Regions from separate parts of the Rattus norvegicus genome. Here region 1 is linked to region 2. The links are chromatin contacts, called in public Hi-C maps. All regions are on one chromosome and are shown on one strand. Each heading gives the region's core, a stretch centred on a gene start, on an enhancer-like site or on the middle of the called end of the contact. The rest is flanking DNA. Distances are from core to core; before and after follow the strand shown. Region 1 has its middle 72 kb from the start of Svil. Region 2 overlaps Svil (supervillin).

Region 1 (2,700 bases), core at 144-2,643, 140 kb after region 2:
AATAGGTCTACCAATCCTTTGAGAACTACATACAATGTATGTATATTCCCTTACCACAAGGTCTCCCTCCAAGGAGAGTTCTCAACCTGAGGACTTCTACCCCTTGGGGGTCCCCTATCAGAGATACTGCATATCAGGTACCTGTGTTCTGATTAATGAGGGTAGCAAAATGACAGATATTAAGTAGCGAAGGAAATAATTTTATGGTTGGGGTCACCACAACATGACGAACTGTTTTAAAGGGTTGCAGCATTAGGAAAGTTGAGAGCCACTGCCCTAGGCCAGTGTTTAAAGCCAGACTCGGAAGTCAAGTCTAATGCTACGTCTATCGTGTTAGTAATCAATGAAAGATAAGCCAGGCTGTTTTAAGTATGGAAAAACTATCAAAAAACATACATATAAACATATATCCTTTAAAATTACTTTGAGAGGCTGGAGAGATGGTCCAGCAGGTAAGAGTGTATACTGCCCCTGGGGCAGGACTCCAGTTTGGTTCCTCCCACCCATGCTGGGGAGCTCATGATCACCTGTAACTCCAGCTCCAGGAGATCTGTTGGCCAATATTGGCCTCTAGGAGCACCCACCTGTCCATATATACACACACACATATACTAAAAAATAAATAAGTAAAATATTTTGAAAGTTACTTTGACAAAAAAAAAGAAAGAGGGAGGGAGAGAGGGAGGGGGAAGGAAGGAGGGAGAGAGAGAGAGAGGGAGAGAGAGAGAGAGAGAGAGAGAGAGAGAGAGAGAGAGAGAAATAAGTTGTGACATTTGCTTTTAAGACTTATCCTAACAGATTCCAGGGAACCTAATTTCCTCTTCTGGCCTCCTTGGGTTCCTGCAGTTAAGTGTACATACCCATACAACACACACACATACACACACACACACACACACACACACACAGAGACACACGCGCGTGCGCACGCACTCATGCACGCATGCACACACACACACGCACACACACGCACACACAATTTAAAAATAAAATCTTTAAAACAATAGCTCTGAGGGGGGTGTGTGACATCTGCCTTTGAGTCTTGCCGTGACATGCTCTAACTCTATTGAGACTATCACTGATATTACAGAAACAGACACCATTTGCAAGTGCCATGCTAACAACAGTTCCTGGATTTTAGCCTCCTTGTTACTGGACAAAGGCAGTAAGTGGAACTTCAGTGGTCCAGCAGCTGGCACGTTCTTGCTCTCTTCTCAAAGCCTCCGAGGAACAGCTGGGGAATGCAGGACGCTTTTGAACAGGCTGCTATGTGATCCAAAATAACATTGCCTGTTCATCCTCCCAACAAAGGAAGCGAATGCCCTGAGCAGGCCTGGCGCATGCCCTGCAGCTGCTTCAGGCTTCACACTGGGGGCACAACAAGTGGCTACAAATGGAGCTGAGGCACAAAGCAGGGGTGTGGGGGAGACCCTGCTCCTAACCTCTGCATCTGTTGACTGGCTACAGGGAGCTCATTTCCAGTGTGGGAGAGAGCTATACATTTCATGTCCAAATGTGGAATCCGGGCAGTCACAGGCCCTCTCCTTCTCCCATTTATACCACAGACAGAAGAAACACTTTGTCAAAACCACACCATCCACGGTGAATGGCTTGGCAGAACCTCCAGGGTTTTAACCTCTAAGTGTTTGAAAGATAAAGGCCAGAACACAGGGAGGGAGGGGAGGAGGCGGGAGGGGAGGGGAGGGGGAAAGGAGAGGAAGGGGGGGAAGGGAAGAGAGGGGAAGGGAGGGGAGGGGAGAAAAGAGGAGAAGGAGGGGAGAGGAGAGGGAGAGGAGGAGAAGAGAGGGGAGGGGAAGGGGGAAGGGAAGGGAGAGGAGGAGAAGAGAGGGGAGGGCAGGGGAGGGAGAGGAGAGCAGGACGAATTATTCCTACACTGAGGTTTATGAAGTTGAGAACTTTCCCAGTGTTTCCTTGTATGAAATGGACACCCTGGCTACTCCATGTTTGCTCAGCTTCACCACTGAATGCCTTTCTTCTTGCTTCTCAGAGCACAGCAAGTTTCAGGACGTAGAGTCTACCACAACTTGAGAAAACAGAGCTGAAAGGAGAGCTTGGGCTCCCCTTCCTCCTATCCACACACTTAAAGACTCAGAAACTATTTCCATTTTCCCAAATAAAATGGCCCCTCTTTCCAAGATTGGGCAGCACGATTTTCACAGAACCAGGTTCTTTTTCTTTAGCATTACAGATGGACCATTAATTGGACAGAGAAGAAAGAAAAGGAATACCGACTTCCTTTTCTCAGTTCAGTTTTAAGTTGTTTGGTTTAAGTCTTGTCTTGTTGGTTATTCGGATAGACTTTAAGTCTAAAGGAAAGGGAAATGACTGGAAACTTAGCCACAAAATTACAGTGGCATGGCCAGGAGGAAGGCCTCGCAGTTCCGGAGGCCCTTGCAAATTTCTCCCACAAGTGGACAAAGTTTCCATCGACAACAACCTTCCCCACTCTCAGCTTGCTGACAAAGTGGAGGAATCCTTCAGTGCAGAAGAGTAAAGAACTGAAAAGCGTGGGGGTGAGGGTGTGCCAATGGCTACTGTCTTCTTTACCTGTCTCGATGCCACATGGGAATGAAGAGAGGGGAAATGCCGTTCTTACACCTCATCTGTTGGTGTACAGCTACTATGTTCTGGGCACTGTGCCAAGTATCTTACATACTTTATCTAATTTTATGCCTATAG
Region 2 (2,700 bases), core at 122-2,621:
GATGGGAAAGGGGAAGGGGAAAGGGGGTGAGAGACTGGAGAGGGAGGGGGAGTGAGGAAGTTAGAAAGAATTGAGAGGGCATTAAGGAAGGGAGGAAGAGAAGGAGGGAGGGAGGGAGGAAAGAGAGAAGGAAGGGGAGGGGAAAGGGGGAGAGGGAAAAGCAAGGAAGAAAGGGAGGGAAGGAGGGAGAAAAGGAAGGAAGGAAGGAAAAAGGAAGGAAGAGAGGGAAAAAGGGAAGGAAGAGGGTGGGAGGGAAAGAAAAAAATCTAAATGTTCAGAGCAATCATTCATCTTTGACAGGTGAGATGGTTCTGCATGCCAAGACCGACAGCCTGAGTCCATCCCAGGAGCCACATACTGGAAGGAAAGAAGTGATTTCTGCAAGTTGTCCATCGACCTCACACATATTTTATGGCACATGTATAAGCACACACACACACACACGCACGCGCGCGCGTGTGTTGTGCACAAGTAAGTAAATGTAATAAAAATTTAGAGAAAGGCAATTCATCTTATTTCCTATAATATGCAGCAGACAGATTCTAATCTCTAAGACACAGATCCTCTGTGTGAACTTATCTATCTTCACCCTATATTTATTTTACCCAGAACGTCAGAGGGTACCTACAGTTTGAATCACATGCTTCTGTAGGAGAAAGAGCCTAGATCTCAGCTCCGAACGAAATGGATATGACATAAGAGAGAGACAAGCAAGGTGTCCCTGTTCATCCTTCCTTCGAGTCTGGACTGGACATTACAACTTTGCTAAAGTAGGTGCAGCTCATGCTCTTATGCCTTGGCTTCCCAGGACTATTTTAGCATGGCAGCATAGCCCACATCCCTCCACAATATATCTGCCAATCACCAGAGGGCTTACCTTTCTTTGATTGACATGGTTTTGCTGGGTGAATCCAGGCTACTGTCGCCCGCTGGCACTTTGACCTCTCCAGAAGCAAACATGGCACAGGGGTTCTTGAAGAGCTTCTCTGCTAGCTGCTCAGAGGACTCCTGCTGCTTCCAGGCCCCTGGGGTTGCCATCGGAACAGAGGCTTTCCTGGCAGCTGTCTCCGTCTTCTCAGAAGCAGTTTCTCCAAACTCTGAGAAGGAGAGCCAGTCAGCATCAGTCTCTGGGCAAACATCTTTCCAGCTGTACACACTGAGGTGCAGTACTGGAGTAAGGTGGGCACATGGTGAGTTGCCCAGGCCACTGCAGCACAAGCCGCTGAGAGAAAGCTAGCCTGAGTCAGCTATGCTGCCAGTGGGCTTACTGCTCTTAATCAGCACATCTTCATTTCTAGTGAGCTGAACTCACCCCAAGCCCGTCACAACTGACATACAATCAATGTAGGTCAGTCTCTAATGCGGACAGAGCATAAACTACATCATCAGAATGCATGACGAGTCTGGAAACCATGCCGGGTTCAAGTCCTTATTCTCTGTGCTTACTGGGCGCAGGACTTTTGGGCCGTCAACTTTAGTAAAAGGGGTCAACACAGCCTGGGAGCTCAGAAGGCTATTGTGTGAGTTAATGTCACCAGTCACCCGAAACCCTTATCAAGGGGTGTTAAGATGGCAGCCACTTTTGCTTTGTAGACTCTATCAGTTCATTGTGTCAGAATTGAGGGGAAGAGAGGTCTGGGGAAAGGACTATGAGTCGCTGACCTTCTGATCGATTCTAGTGATAACCTGTCTCTAGATGTAGTTAAGCAGAAACAACCCAAACACGTGCGAGAAGTCTGTCAGACTGCGGAGCCCTTAGAAAGCCTGGGAGTTAGCTGCAGAGCCTTACCTTTGAGTGAGAACTTCCTCATGACATTCTCCACATCTGCATTCTCCTCCGAGGCCTGCTTATCCTTCAGGTCCAGACTCTCTTGCAAACTGCTTTTAGCAGTGGAAAATTCCTTCAGCTCATCACCAAGGTGTGTGGCAGAAGAATTCCCTAGCTCTAAGCTTCCCCTCCTGAGGTTGGCATACTTAGGCTCCTTCTGACCATCACCCTCCCCGACTCTGCCAAGGATGGGGTAGGAGGGCTCCACTTCCTCCTCCACGGCTCCTCGTGTTTGAATGTGACTGTCTTCAGCAGCTGCAGTCAGAGAATTCTTGCTTTCCGTCTCTCCGGACTCCTCCGGCATTCCTTTGCTCCCACTGTGCTCTGCCAAAGGCCGCCAGGCTTGTGGTTTCAGAATGCTTCTGACTGGAGAGTCTGAGTTTTCCACAGGAGAAGGAGACTTATAGTCAGGGGCACTTGCACTGTTGTCAACAGACGGCTTTCGAAGGTCCCCTGCATATGTGGGAGCAACTGCAGAAGCCATGGTAGAAACAGAGGTGTTCACAGTAGGGGAGAAGGAGATGAGCTTCCCACTCTGCACCTGGGAGTGGGGGGGGACACAGTTTAGAAGCAGCGTCACCAGAGGGGACTGGCTGGGGTGGGGATAATACACCTGCAGTATGGCCTCCTGTGATGCCTTACTAGATAGCCAGCCTGCATGGTTACAGAACACACAGAACAAATCACAGACAAACATTCTGGGGAGGCAGCTTGCCTCTGCTTTTATAGTCAACCACAGTGGACTCATTCCAAGCAAGTTATGAACAAGAGAGGAAGTAGCAAACGTGGGTCTGGTTCTTCCTTAGGGACGGGAAGATGAAGCCACTCATAGGCTCACCTGTTAACCCTGTCCTGTACCATAAACCCAAGAG

Evidence for each region. A called contact is a pair of places that touch in the nucleus more often than the background predicts.
Region 1: a contact with region 2 is called in a Hi-C map of Schwann cells, with 7 times the contacts expected there. The contact joins two enhancer-like sites. A contact is called at or near these places in 2 of 12 Hi-C or Micro-C datasets (the A7r5 cell line and Schwann cells) and 1 of 1 datasets of contacts at active chromatin or transcription factors (oligodendrocytes).

The regions. Positions count from the first base shown.
Region 1 is chr17:57,533,473-57,536,172 of GRCr8, forward strand. It overlaps a transcript of Svil not described here. Among named protein-coding and RNA genes, the nearest start is that of Svil, 72 kb to the left of the region's middle. Within about 2 kb of position 1,394, at least 4 of the 93 cell types and tissues checked have an H3K27ac peak or open chromatin away from gene starts, as enhancers often do. A contact at or near this core is called in Schwann cells, where this site is marked.
Region 2 is chr17:57,394,565-57,397,264 of GRCr8, forward strand. It overlaps Svil (supervillin), which reads right to left. Exons shown (of 38, transcript NM_001108416.3): 15 at 1,790-2,369; 16 at 878-1,097. Among named protein-coding and RNA genes, the nearest start is that of Svil, 67 kb to the right of the region's middle. Within about 2 kb of position 1,372, at least 3 of the 93 cell types and tissues checked have an H3K27ac peak or open chromatin away from gene starts, as enhancers often do. A contact at or near this core is called in Schwann cells, where this site is marked.